Regions from separate parts of the Mus musculus genome. Here region 1 is linked to region 2. The links are chromatin contacts, called in public promoter capture Hi-C maps. All regions are on one chromosome and are shown on one strand. Each heading gives the region's core, a stretch centred on a gene start, on an enhancer-like site or on the middle of the called end of the contact. The rest is flanking DNA. Distances are from core to core; before and after follow the strand shown. Region 1 overlaps Agxt2 (alanine-glyoxylate aminotransferase 2). Region 2 holds the start of Capsl (calcyphosine-like).

Region 1 (7,882 bases), core at 3,151-5,650, 960 kb before region 2:
GCTAATATCCACTTATTAGTGAGTACATATCCTTTGAGTTCTTTTGTGATTGTGTTACCTCACTCAGGATGATGCCCTCCAGGTCTAACCATTTGCCTAAAAATTTCTTAAATTCATTCTTTTTAATAGCTGAGTAGTGCTCCATTGTGTAAATGTACCACATTTTTTGTATCCATTCCTCTGTTGAGGGGCATCTGGGTTCTTTCCAGCTTCTGGCTATTATAAATAAGGCTGCTATGAACATAGTGGAGCATGTGTCCTTCTTACCGGTTGGGACATCTTCTGGATATATGCCCAGGAGAGGTATCCTCCAGTAGTACTATGTCCAATTTTCTGAGGAACCGCCAGACTGATTTCCAGAGTGGTTGTACAAGCTTGCAATCCCACCAACAATGAAGGAGTGTTCCTCTTTCTCCACATCCTCGCCAGAATCTGCTGTCACCTGAATTTTTGATCTTAGCCATTCTGACTGGTGTGAGATGGAATCTCAGGGTTGTTTTGATTTACATTTCTCTGATGATTAAGGATGCTCAGCATTTTTAGGTGCTTCTCAGCCATTGTGCATTCCTCAGGTGAGAATTCTTTGTTTAGCTCTGAGCCCCATTTTTTAATGGGGTTATTTGATTTACTGGAGTCCACCTTCTTGAGTTCTTTATATATATTGGATATTAGTCCCCTATCTGATTTAGGATAGGTAAAGATCTTTTCCCAATCTGTTGGTGGCCTTTTTGTCTTATTGACAGTGTCTTTTGCCTTGCAGAAGCTTTTTAGTTTCATGAGGTCCCATTTGTCAATTCTCAATCTTACAGCACAAGCCATTGCTGTTCTATTCAGGAATTTTCCCCCTGTGTCCATATCTTCGAGGCTTTTCCCCACTTTCTCCTCTATAAGTTTCAGTGTCTCTGGTTTTATGTGGAGTTCCTTGATCCACTTAGATTTGACCTTAGTACAAGGAGATAGGAATGGATCAATTCACATTCTTCTACAGATGGGTTTCCTGTAAGCAGCAGAATGTTGGGTCCTGTTTGTGTATCCAGTCTGTTAGTCTATGTCTTTTTATTGGGGAATTGAGTCTATTGATATTAAGAAATATTAAGGAAAAGTAATTGTTGCTTCCTTTTATTTTTTTTGTTAGAGTTGGCATTCTGTTCTTGTGGCTGTCTTCCTTTTGGTTTGTTGAGGGATTACTTTCTTGCTTTTTCTAGGGCATGATTTCCGTCCTTGTATTGGTTGTTTTCTGTTATTATCCTTTGAAAGGCTGGATTCATGGAAAGATAATGTGTGAATATGGTTTTGTCGTGGAATACTTTGGTTTCTCCATCTATGGTAATTGAGAGTTTGGCCGGGTATAGTAGCCTGGGCTGGCATTTGTGTTCTCTTAGTGTCTGTATAACATCTGTCCAGGCTCTTCTGGCTTTCATAGTCTCTGGTGAAAAGTCTGGTGTAATTCTGATAGGCCTGCTTTTATATGTTACTTGACCTTTTCCCTTACTGCTTTTAATATTCTCTCTTTATTTAGTGCATTTGTTGTTCTGATTATTATGTGTCAGGAGGAATTTCTTTTCTGGTCCAGTCTATTTGGAGTTCTGTAGGCTTCTTGTATGTTCATGGGCATGTCATTCCTTAGGTTTGGGAAGCTTTCTTCTATAATTTTGTTGAAGATATTTGCTGGCCCTTTAAGTTGAAAATCTTCATTCTCATCAACTCCTATTATCCGTAGGTTTGGTCTTCTCATTGTGTCCTGGATTTCCTGGATGTTTTGAGTTAGGATCTTTTTGATTTTGTATTTTCTTTGATTGTTGTGCCGATGTTCTCTATGGAATCTTCTGCACCTGAGATTGTCTCTTCCATCTCTTGTATTCAGTTGCTGATGCTCGCATCTATGGTTCCAGATTTCTTTCCTAAGTTTTCTATCTCCAGCGTTGCCTCACTTTGGGTTTTCTTTATTGTGTCTACTTCCCTTTTTATGTCTTGGATGGTTTTATTCAATTCCATCACCTGTTTGGTCGTGTTTTCCTGCAATTCTTTAAGGAATTTTTGTGTTTCCTCTTTAAGGTCTTCTACCTGTTTAGCTGTGTTCTCCTGTATTTCTTTAAGTGAGTTATTAAAGTCTTTCTTGATGTCCTCTACCATCATCATGAGATATGCTTTTAAATCCAGGTCTTGCTTTTCGGGTGTGTTGGGGTGCCCAGGACTAGGTGGGGTGAGAGTGCTGCCTTCTGATGATGGTGAGTGATCTTGATTTCTGTTAGTAGGATTCTTATGTTTGCCTTTTGCCATCTGATAGTCTCTGAAGCTAGTTGTTATAGTTGTCTCTGGTAAGAGCTTGTTCCTCAGGTGACTCTGTTAGCCTCCATCAGCAGACCTGGGAGACTAGCTCTCTCCTTAGTTTCAGTGGTCAGAGTATTCTCTGCAGGCAAGCTCTCTTCTTGCAGGGAAGGTGCCCAGATATCTGGTGTTCGAACCTGCCTCCTGGCAGAAGTTGTGTTCCCCTCACCAGAGGTCTTAAGATCCCTTGGAGGGTCCTGTGAGGACCTTGGGGGTGTCTGGAAACTCCCCGCGCAAGGAACCACGGTGCTGGAGTGGACTGGAAGGGACTTGTGCCCCTGATCAGGCCAGGTTATCTGCTTCCCTAGTTAATGCAGTCTCAGGTCCTGTGCGATTGGATTGGAGCAGATCCTGTGTTCCACTCACCAGAGGTCTTAGGATCTCGTGGGGGATCCTGTGTGGGTCCTTGCGGGTGTCCGGAGACTCCGCGGGTAAGGCACCCCGGTGCTGGAGTGGACCGGAAGGGACTTGTGCTCCTGATTGCAGCATCATCTCTTTTTTTTTTTCCATTTTTAATTAGGTATTTAGCTCATTTACATTTCCAATGCTATACCAAAAGTCCCCCATAGCCACCAACCCCCACTCCCCTACCCACCCACTCCCCTTTTTTGGCCCTGGCGTTCCCCTGTACTGGGGCAGCATCATCTCTTGAACATCCTAATGTACACACATCAAAACATCACGGCACACTCCCTAAATATGTGCAATGACCATGTTTCATAAAAGAAAAGGTTTTTGAAGTGGTAAAAATTAAGAGGAAGAAAACAGAATATTTGCAGGGAGCAGAAGTCACTTCCATACCTGAGCCCACCCTGGTGAATGACATGAGATTTAGAGGCAGATTGTATTGTGCTACAGCAGCAGCAGTAGCAACAACAAAAACAACAGCAGTAGCAGTAACAGCAGCAGCATCTTATTGTAGCATTAGGGTCAGACCAGGCTCCTGATAGAGTGAGCATAACTTCCAGAAAGGGGTAAGGTGAGCTCTGTTTTGGATTATTCTAGGGGAGGGTGAAGGACACTGAGGGGCTGATCTTGAGTTCTGCATCAGGGACTATGTTTGAGGCTGGTCCTTGATCTCTCTTTCTAGGATCATACAGGGCAGCCATGGATCTTAGATTGCTGTATGCTCTAATGACCACGAAAACACCAGGTTCACAAAGTCAGACTTCAGGACTGAGTGAAGAATGACTGTCATTGTTTTCTCAGGGGTTAGAAGTAATTAATACTCAATACAATACATATGTATGTAATATGTATACGTTATGTGAGTGTCATGGTTCTATTATCACCCATGCTGTGAATTGTCTGGTTAGTTCGTGTGGCCTTTCTATGCCTCTCTTTTGCCTTCAAGACCATGGATAATGGAATCACTTTACCACATCCCCCTCTAGTGGCTACAAGCTTTTGTCTCTTTCTTTTTACTACATGCAAGCATTATCATAATGTGGAGGAAGCATAACCAGGTGCCCTATCAGGGAGACTCTAGCTCAGAGGCAGCCATTCTCTTACCTGAGAAAAATTACCACCTCTACCCACTAGGAGCCCCATGTCTTTGCAGTCCTCATGGATTTGATTGACTTCTGTTTTAGGAAGAGGTTGTCGGCTTATCTGTGAATACATTAAAAAAGAAAAAAAAAGAAAAAAAGAAAAAAGGAATGTCTTCTATTTTGTGTTTGAATTGTTAGAAAAATTATTTAACAAGGCAGGAGACCCGAGGAAAACCACAACAAAACTCAAGCAATCAATGTCCCCCTAATGAAACAAAATTGTTAATTGCTGAACCAGAGAGTTTTGAGGGGTCGGGGTGGGGGTGAGCATGGAAAACATTTGCTTTATTCTATGTCATCTAAAAATCCCCAAAGACAAAGTGAAATTCCATCCATGCATTCCATGCAAGTCGGGGTAAGTGAACCTTGGCTCTGCTAATGGCTACTCTGGGCAGGGTTGGGGGTGGGCATGAAGGTGGGGGTGGGGCTGATCTTTTAATAGCTAGTTAGAGATCTGCTTTGTTTGTGTTGAAATCCTCTTCAACTCTGCAATGCTCTGTGTAACTGAAGAGTCCATTCCAAAGTCTAGCAAGTGGCTCAGAAGTTGTGTAAGGGCACATGCAGCTAAGCGTTTCCAGGGCTACAGCATGGCCATGGAGCTGGTGTGGAGCCAAATATCTTCCATGTTTGTTGAATTTGCTCTTTTCCTAAGGCTCCACCCCTTCAGGGTCAGGAACAGTAAGAGCTGGGAGCTAAGAGGCCATGTCAGATTCTAGGGCCTGAGGTTGGTCCTTTGTGCAGGGCTCAGGCATGCTATTCTAACGTTGGTGATATTGGGCTGGAGTTTACATCCTTTCTGTGGATGAAAGCTCTACTCCCAGTCTACGAACATGAATATTTCCCTCTAGTTAATTCATTTTAATTCTGAGTATAGTGTAAGCATGCTTCCCTGGGGGCCTTTTATACACAAAAATATGGGCCTACCACAGTCGGAAAAATTTGAATATTTGGAAAAGGCTTAGGATGTGTATTTTTAAAATGGTCCTTAGGTAGCTGTCTTGGGAACCTTGCCAATCTTCTTTAGTAGTCTTAGGTGCTTTTGCTGCCCCTTGTCTCCCCCTTTACCCTTCACAGATAGCAAACATCACCACGAGGTCTGGCTTCCTTGATGTAGATGACTAAACCTCAATCCTGCTCAGGAGAGCTCTTCTCAGTACACTTGGCTTGCTTCCCCTCAGGGCTTTCTACCTTTTCTGTGGACCTAAGTAGTGTATTATGTATAATAACTGACAGCTATTTATAGTTTAAATAAGTTGTAAGTGCTGTAAGTGCTAGACCCTGTTAGCTTTCTCCTTTACTTGCTACTGGACCCAGGCAGCCACCCAACCAACAGCAGATCATTACCTTGTCTTGAACCATCTCTATCCCCACCATAAGGCCTTTGCCTCGGACATCCCCAACGATATCAAATTCGTCCCGAAGCTTAGCAAACTTCAGCAGCATGTAGGTGCCAACTTCTTGACTGTTTCTCTGGAGATTTTCTTCTTCAATCACCTGTGGAGAGACAGCCCCTACATACTTTTACAAGGCAAAAGTTGAAGGTTTGACAGAGAAGCCCAGAAAGATAAAATATATACCATGGTCTTTACAGTAACTTCACTTGATAAACAGGACCTAGAAGATGGTCTGGTGTGGACATACCATGGACCAAATAAAAATCTACTGTAAGGAATGAAACCATCTTGGTAAAGGGGATTTCCCTGAACCTGTTCACCTGTAGAGGCAAGCAAGGCTTTAAGAACTGTCAGCAATATATATTCCATAATGTGGAAGTTCATTTTTCCAGGTTTTGCTGAGTGTTGGCGAACTGTGAAGACAATAGCAAATGAACTGTGGGAGGAGTCCCACAGGCACCTTTCCTGTGGGAGACAGTGACTTCCCTAGGCCACATGTAGGTTTGCACAGTCCAAACACTCCAGTATAGGGGCCCTGCACCCCTTAGCCGAGCCACAGGTGTATCCACAGCTAGGAAACCTGAGATATTAAAAAGATTTTCACCTAACTCCCACTCATAGTGATTTTTTTGTTTAAAAAAAAAATCTTAAATTTTTTTGTTTTGTTTGTTTGTTTCTGTGTACATGTGTGGGACATATGCAGAGGGCAGAAAGTAGCTTTGGGAGTCAGTTCTCTCTACACAGTGCAGATACGAGGGGTCCAACTGAGATGCACAGGCTTCACAGCAAATGTCTTTTACCTGGAGAACCATCTCAACCAGCTATAGGAATCTTTGATTTTTCAAGAATCAAAGACACATACAAGTTTCATCTGTACTTAGCTAAGAATAATTGTGTGATGTTTTAGGGACTAGTTGGTCCACCCCAACCCCCCATCTCATTTGAATTTGTTTGGATGACCTAACACTGAAAAGCTGACAGAAAACTTCCAAGGCCAGCTTGTAGACCACTTGACTATGACACCCTATTTGTTCTTCAGGACTCTCAACCTCTGATTGGCCTCTTGCACTCCAGTAGTCTCTGTCCTTTAAAAGAATTGTCAGTCCCTAGGAACTACATAACAGATGTGCCGGAGGAGTCTACCCAGTATGTTCCCTTGCATTTATATAATCAAGTGTCAATAAAGAATGCACAAAAAAAAAAAAAAAGAAAAGAAAAGAAAAGAAAAGAAAAGTTGGACTTTGGCTGGAGAAGCAGGTTGAGAAACTACATAGGCTTAGAATTTTTTAAAACCTATGGTAATAAGCGCTTTTTAATGCTTTAACCTCCCTTCTAGCTCACCACCCCCCAGAGATAGTGGAAAGGAAGGGTTAATCGTGAAAAGGGGGATGTGGACCTGTCTAGAATTAGTTTTTGGTGTGTTTTCTCTATAGTCATGTGGTCTCCTGACTTGTTCTCTAAGGGAGATTTCTGGTTTTGCTTCATAGTTTTCATGTGTCCTAGTTTTAAAAAGTTTTATTTTTTGGGGGGGGGGAGCTGAACATTCTCTTCAGTTAGAGCAGATTGCAAAGTTGGCTGGCTGTACACTTAGAGAGTTTGTGGACAGAGGCAGAAGTGCTGGGAAAAGAAGAAGGGCTTTGCTATTGGTTCGCTTTGCTATTCTTTGCTGGTCCTTATTGGGCTTTGCTGACACTAGTCTTCGCTGATGATGTTCTGGCTTTGGTTTGTCTCGCCTTCTTTGATTATTGTGATTTCGTAGAGAAAAATACATCCAAAAAACTTATGATGATAGCCCAGCAGGGTCTTGCTGCTTCGATGGACTTGGGCTGATTGGCCTTGATTCTTCTGGATCAAACTGCGATTGCTAATTTGTAAGTGGTGCTTGCAAGCCAAGATCTAGCCATATCACTCTTAGACATATTCCCAAAGGATGGTTCATTCTACCACAGAGACACTTGCTCAACCATGTTCACTGTTGCTCTATTCACAACAGCCAGAAATTGGAAACAGCCTAGATGTTCCTCAAGAGATGAATGGATAAAGAAAATGTGGTACATTTACATAACTGAATATTACTTAGTGGTTAAGATAATGACATCATGAAATTTGCAGGCAAATGAATGGAACTTGAAAATATTAACCCAGACCCAGAAAGAAATATGGTATGTATTCACTTATAAGTGGGTAATAGCTATTAAATCAATGATAACCAAATAATCCATAGAAGCACAGAAGGTAGGTATATAGTAAGGGACCTAGGAGAGAAGGAACAGAGAGATCTTCCTAGGAAAGGGAGATAGGTTAGATAGCTATAGATGAGGGTGGTGGTGGACTGGAATGGCAAGGTCAGGGAAGAGGAGGATGAGGGAGGGAATACAGGAGAGACAGCTAAAATTAAGGGCCATTTGTGGGGTAATATGGAACCTAACACATTAGAAAGATTCCTAAAATATATACAAAATTTAGTCAATCTTCATGAAATTGCCAAAATAATGGAGAGATAGTCCCAAATGGTCATCTCTTGTCACCAAATGGTGCTTCCAGTACCAGGATTGGCTTGCATGTAATTGAGTTGTTGGCAATTCTCAAATTGTATAACACACACACACA
Region 2 (7,277 bases), core at 4,585-7,084:
GAGAACACAAATTCCAGCCCAGGCTACTATACCCAGCCAAACTCTCAATTACCATAGATGGAGAAACCAAAGTATTCCACGACAAAACCAAATTCACACATTATCTCTCCACGAATCCAGCCCTTCAAAGGTTAATAACAGAAAAAAACCAATACAAGAACGGGAACAATGCCCTAGAAAAAACAAGAAGGTAATCCCTCAACAAACCTAAAAGAAGACAGCCACAAGAACAGAATGCCAACTTTAACAACAAAAATAACAGGAAGCAACAATTACTTTTCCTTAATATCTCTTAACATCAATGGTCTCAACTCCCCAATAAAAAGACATAGACTAACAAACTGGCTACACAAACAAGACCCAACATTTTGCTGTTTACAGGAGACACATCTCAGAGAAAAAGATAGACACTACCTCAGAATAAAAGGCTGGAAAACAATTTTCCAAGCAAATGGTATGAAGAAATAAGCTGGAGTAGCCATCCTAATATCTGATAAGATTGACTTCCAACCCAAAGTCATCAAAAAAGACAAGGAGGGGCACTTTGTTCTCATCAAAGGTAAAATCCTCCAAGAGGAACTCTCAATTCTGAATATCTATGCGCCAAATACAAGGGCAGCCACATTCATTAAAGACACTTTAGTAAAGCTCAAAGCACACATTGCACCTCACACAATAATAGTGGGAGACTTCAACACACCACTTTCACCAATGGACAGATCATGGAAACAGAAACTAAACAGGGACACACTGAAACTAACAGAAGTGATGAAACAAATGGATCTGACAGATATCTACAGAACATTTTATCCTAAAACAAAAGGATATACCTTCTTCTCAGCACCTCATGGTACCTTCTCCAAAATTGACCACATAATAGGTCACAAAACAGGCCTCAACAGATTCAAAAATATTGAAATTGTCCCATGTATCCTATCAGATCACCATGCACTAAGGCTGATCTTCAATAACAAAAAAAATAACAGAAAGCCAACACTTACGTGGAAACTGAACAACACTCTTCTCAATGATACCTTGGTCAAGGAAGGAATAAAGAAAGAAATTAAAGACTTTTTAGAGTTTAATGAAAATGAAGCCACAACGTACCCAAACCTTTGGGACACAATGAAAGCATTTCTAAGAGGGAAACTCATAGCTCTGAGTGCCTCCAAGAAGAAACGGGAGAGAGCACATACGAGCAGCTTGACAACACATCTAAAAGCTCTAGAAAAAAAGGAAGCAAATTCACCCAAGAGGAGTAGACGGCAGGAAATAATCAAACTCAGGGGTGAAATCAACCAAGTGGAAACAAGAAGAACTATTCAAAGAATTAACCAAACGAGGAGTTGGTTCTTTGAGAAAATCAACAAGATAGATAAACCCTTAGCTAGACTCACTAGAGGGCACAGAGACAAAATCCTAATTAACAAAATCAGAACTGAAAAGGGAGACATAACAACAGATCCTGAAGAAATCCAAAACACCATCAGATCCTTCTACAAAAGGCTATACTCAACAAAACTAGAAAACCTGGACGAAATGGACAAATTTCTGGACAGATACCAGGTACCAAAGTTGAATCAGGATCAAGGTGACCTTCTAAACAGTCCCATATCCCCTAAAGAAATAGAAGCAGTTATAAATAGTCTCCCAGCCAAAAAAAGCCCAGGACCAGACGGGTGTAGTGCAGAGTTCTATCAGACCTTCAAAGAAGATCTAATTCCAGTTCTGCACAAACTTTTTCACAAGATAGAAGTAGAAAGTACTCTACCCAACTCATTTTATGAAGCCACTATTACTCTGATACCTAAACCACAGAAAGATCCAACAAAGATAGAGAACTTCAGACCAATTTCTCTTATGAATATCGATGCAAAAATCCTCAATAAAATTCTCGCTAACCGAATCCAAGAACACATTAAAGCAATCATCCATCCTGACCAAGTAGGTTTTATTCCAGGAATGCAGGGATGGTTTAATATACGAAAATCCATCAATGTAATCCACTATATAAACAAACTCAAAGACAAAAACCACATGATCATCTCGTTGGATGCAGAAAAAGCATTTGACAAGATCCAACACCCATTCATGATAAAAGTTCTGGAAAGATCAGGAATTCAAGGCCCATACCTAAACATAATAAAAGCAATCTACAGCAAACCAATAGCCAACATCAAAGTAAACGGAGAGAAGCTGGAAGCAATCCCACTAAAATCAGGGACTAGACAAGGCTGCCCACTTTCTCCCTACCTTTTCAACATAGTACTTGAAGTATTAGCCAGAGCAATTCGACAACAAAAGGAGATCAAGAGGATACAAATTGGAAAGGAGGAAGTTAAAATATCACTTTTTGCAGATGATATGATAGTATATATAAGTGACCCGAAAAATTCCACCAGAGAACTCCTAAACCTGATAAACAGCTTCGGTGAAGTAGCTGGATATAAAATTAACTCAAACAAGTCAATGGCCTTTCTCTACACAAAGAATAAACAGGCTGAGAAAGAAATCAGGGAAACAACACCCTTCTCAATAGTCACAAATAATATAAAATATCTCGGTGTGACTCTAACTAAGGAAGTGAAAGATCTGTATGATAAAAACTTCAAGTCTCTGAAGAAAGAAATTAAAGAAGATCTCAGAAGATGGAAAGATCTCCCATGCTCATGGATTGGCAGGATCAACATTGTAAAAATGGCTATCTTGCCAAAAGCAATCTACAGATTCAATGAAATCCCCATCAAAATTCCAACTCAATTCTTCAACGAATTAGAAGGAGCAATTTGCAAATTCATCTGGAATAACAAAAAACCTAGGATAGCAAAAGCTCTTCTCAAGGATAAAAGAACCTCTGGTGGAATCACCATGCCTGACCTAAAGCTTTACTACAGAGCAATTGTGGTAAAAACTGCATGGTACTGGTATAGAGACAGACAAGTAGACCAATGGAATAGAATTGAAGACCCAGAAATGAACCCACACACCTATGGTCACTTGATTTCGACAAGGGAGCTAAAACCATCCAGTGGAAGAAAGACAGCATTTTCAACAATTGGTGCTGGCACAACTGGTTGTTATCATGTAGAAGAATGCGAATCGATCCATACTTATCTCCTTGTACTAAGGTCAAATCTAAATGGCTCAAAGAACTTCACATAAAACCAGAGACACTGAAACTTATCGAGGAGAAAGTGGGGAAAAGCCTTGAAGATATGGGCACAGGGGAAAAATTCCTGAACAGAACAGCAATGGCTTGTGCTGTAAGATCGAGAATTGACAAATGGGACCTAATGAAACTCCAAAGTTTCTGCAAGGCAAAAGACACCGTCAATAAGACAAAGAGACCACCAACAGATTGGGAAAGGATCTTTACCTATCCTAAATCAGATAGGGGACTAATATCCAACATATATAAAGAACTCAAGAAGGTGGACTTCAGAAAATCAAACAACCCCATTAAAAAATGGGGCTCAGAACTGAACAAAGAATTCTCACCTGAGGAATACCGAATGGCAGAGAAGCACCTGAAAAAATGTTCAACATCCTTAATCATCAGGGAAATGCAAATCAAAACAACCCTGAGATTCCACCTCACACCAGTCAGAATGGCTAAGATCAAAAATTCAGGTGACAGCAGATGCTGGCGAGGATGTGGAGAAAGAGGAACACTCCTCCATTGTTGGTGGGATTGCAGGCTTGTACAACCACTCTGGAAATCAGTCTGGCGGTTCCTCAGAAAATTGGACATAGTACTACCGGAGGATCCAGCAATACCTCTCCTGGGCATATATCCAGAAGATGCCCCAACTGGTAAGAAGGACACATGCTCCACTATGTTCATAGCAGCCTTATTTATAATAGCCAGAAGCTGGAAAGAACCCAGATGCCCCTCAACAGAGGAATGGATACAGAAAATGTGGTACATCTACACAATGGAGTACTACTCAGCTATTAAAAAGAATGAATTTATGAAATTCCTAGCCAAATGGATGGACCTGGAGGGCATCATCCTGAGTGAGGTAACACATTCACAAAGGAACTCACATAATATGTACTCACTGATAAGTGGATATTAGCCCAAAACCTAGGCTACCCAAGATATAAGATACAATTTCCTAAACACATGAAACTCAAGAAAAATGAAGACTGAAGTGTGGACACTATGCCCCTCCTTAGAAGTGGGAACAAAACACCCTTGGAAGGAGTTACAGAGACAAAGTTTGGAGCTGAGATGAAAGGATGGACCATGTAGAGACTGCCTTATCCAGGGATCCACCCCATAATCAGCATCCAAACGCTGACACCATTGCATACACTAGCAAGATTTTATCGAAAGGACCCAGATGTAGCTGTCTCTTGTGAGACTATGCCGGGGCCTAGCAAACACATAAGTGGATGCCCACAGTCAACTAATGGATGGATCACAGGGCTCCCAATGGAGGAGCTAGAGAAAGTACCCAAGGAGCTAAAGGGATCTCAACCCTATAGGTGGATCAACATTTTGAACTAACCAGTACCCCGGAGCTCTTGACTCTAGCTGCATATGTATCAAAAGATGGCCTAGTCGGCCATCACTGGAAAGAGAGGCCCATTGGACTTGCAAACTTTATATGCCCCAGTACAGGGGAACGCCAGGGCCAAAAAGGGGGAGTGGGCGGGTAGGGGAGTGGGGGTGGGTCGGTATGGGGGACTTTTGGTATAGCATTGGAAATGTAAATGAGCTAAATACCTAATAAAAAATGAAAAAAAAAAAAGAAACACATGGCCAATTTTAAACAGAGCAAAGAGGGCATATGGGAAGGATTGGAGAGGTTAAGGGATGGGGGCATAATACAGTTATGATCTCAAAGAAGTGATTTTTGGTTTTCTGTTTTTTTAATCATAAGAAAAAAGAGCTCCAGTCAATCAATGGCTGCTGAGACAGAGAGAATCCATTTTCTATAGGGAGGACTTTCTGGATAACGCATCTCACACGAAGCAGTCAGTCTTACATGCATGTACTCATGGGCATCACTAAATAAGCTCACTGTGTGTGTGTGTGTGTGCGTGCCTGTGTGTGTGTATGTGTGCGTGTGTGTGAAACAGAGAGGGGGGAGAAGGGAGAGAATTAAAAAAGAAGAGGCCATGAATTTAAAGAGTGGAGAGTGGAGGGTAGATATTAAATAAATATAGTACTAATGTATTCAATTCTCAAGTAACAACAACAACAAAAAAAAAACGCTAAATTAAAAACTCTAAATTTTTATCCTGCATCTGTCATGGATTCACAGGATGTGGTATAATCAGTACAAACTTATCTCACAGAATAAATGGGAATAATGCTAAATCTGTTGATCATTTTGTGAGTTGGAGACAGAATTCTAAGCTCTGTTTTGTCTGTGGCCATCGGGATAGTTACTGCAAGTCATCAAAGAAACTTCTCATCCAATGACCCAGCAAATAGGCACCACTCTGAAAGTGTTATCTCTTTTGCCTTTGCTAAATGAAATTGATTTTTGTCTAAGCATCTATTCCAAAAGTCTACACCTGGGGACCAGCTGTGCTCTTTGTGCACTGAGAGTCTAGGGATGGCTTCGTCAGGACATGCATTCTCACTGACTTTTAACTTTTCTTTTTAGATAAGAGATCCTCATCTTAAAAATGAAACAAAAACAGTGACAGTGAATTAAACAAATGAAAGCATTGAATTACCTGAAATGCTCGTCTGTAGCCGCAGGCTGCTTCACGGTGAAACTCTGGACTTCTGGCCCTGGGGACTCTAGTCTCCTCCCATGGTCCTGTGTCTCCCTCTTACCTGTCTTCCTTTGCTGTCCTGGCCTTTCAAGGCTTTCAGTTCTAATTGGATAGCCTGGGAACGCTGAAGCAAAGTCATGCTCTGATTGGCTCCGCTCGCTGTCATTCATATGCTGGTTCTGCCTTTTCTCAAGTTTACACTCCTCGTTACCTAGGAAATCCCAGTGACTGTGAAAACCCAACAAGCTGTTTGTTCTGGAAGAAATGGTAGGCGGAAGTTCTACTGGCAATTGTTTGGTTTCTAAAACAGCATCAAAACTGGTATCCCACGTTTTAAAAGGAAATGCTTGATAAATTGCCATACTTGCTTCAGGCGGCTCCCTTCTGACTCTACAAGGCTGTCTCCCTGGTGACTTATTGCCAGGTGAATCAGGAAACCACAACCCTTAGGAGCAAGTAGCAGCAATTATAGGCAATGCCCTCGTTTTTTAAATTCTACATTCACACACTAAGAAGATACCTTTCCCCACGGTGTTTTAGCTTCTGTAACTTTACCCTTTGTTCTCTATTAGCTCCACACTTGTTCTTAGCAATATGTTTGCCAGAGCAAAAGCAGGCTTGTTGTTTGCTTTGGGAGTAAATTAAGCCACATTTTCTACCCTGAGTATCTGTAACATCCAACGGCCTACCACACTCCCATCCCCAGGCTCCATCTACCCTGGAGTCATCCAAAAAACTAGGAACAGAACTTTCTAGAAAGGCCTCTGGTCCACTTCCTGTTACACATTTTACTCAGACAAGTGTGGTAGTTGATTTTTAATATCATTCAAATGAACAGTATAATTTCTGAGATTTGACATAAACATCAAATGAGATTTATTCAACATTAATAATCACTTGCCTCAAAACTTCCCTTAGTCTCTTTCCAAGTCTCCTTCCAGTAGGGCATGGTATTTAACAAATTAAGGGAAAGTGCGGACACGGGCAGGGATTCAGTATGCTTCTCACTTCCAGATTCATGCCTCTCTGTCTTGTTTTGGTCCGATTTAGTTTAAGGAGGGCTGTGTAATCATTGGATTGGAACCATCCATTGGAGCCTGGTGAGGTCACCAGTGGATATATGGCTGAAGACAATCGTTCTCCTCTCCCAGGATGTATCATCAGCAAATAGTTTGGCCCTGAGCAGAAGAAAGGATGGGTCTAGAAGTTGGATGTGATTAGGGTGGAGTGAAGTCAGGTAGACAGAAGGGTCTGGACTAGAGTGCAGGAAATGGGTTCTTCCAATCACAGTTTCCCAAGGCATCATAGCTCCTCATGGGAAATCCTATTTAGAGATTAGAATATGGTGCCTAGGCCCACTCCTTGCTAATAAAAGACTGCTGGGTTTGTTTGTTTGTTTGGGATGTGTGTGTGTGTGTGTGTGTGTATTTGGTCAGATCTAGAGAATAAACAGGTTAACTGTGATTATAAAAATCACTTCTCTGTACCTCTGTGTTGAGCTCTTCCTATCTTTATCAAATAAAATTATGAATTCTTGATCA

Evidence for each region. Promoter capture Hi-C pulls out the DNA fragments that hold promoters and counts their contacts.
Region 1: a contact with region 2 is called in a promoter capture Hi-C map of liver, with 5 times the contacts expected there. The contact joins the enhancer-like site here to the promoter of Capsl in region 2. A contact is called at or near these places in 9 of 39 promoter capture datasets (the 3T3-L1 cell line, the C10 cell line, cranial neural crest and 4 more) and 1 of 9 other capture datasets (adipose tissue).

Annotation. Positions count from the first base shown.
Region 1 is chr15:10,396,504-10,404,385 of GRCm38.p6, reverse strand. It overlaps Agxt2 (alanine-glyoxylate aminotransferase 2), which reads right to left. Exons shown (of 14, transcript NM_001310735.1): 12 at 5,223-5,372; 13 at 3,841-3,939. Among named protein-coding and RNA genes, the nearest start is that of Gm52213, 22 kb to the left of the region's middle. Within about 2 kb of position 4,400, at least 11 of the 459 cell types and tissues checked have an H3K27ac peak or open chromatin away from gene starts, as enhancers often do. A contact at or near this core is called in liver, where this site is marked.
Region 2 is chr15:9,434,585-9,441,861 of GRCm38.p6, reverse strand. It overlaps Capsl (calcyphosine-like), which reads right to left and starts at 5,834. Exons shown (of 5, transcript NM_029341.1): 1 at 5,695-5,834.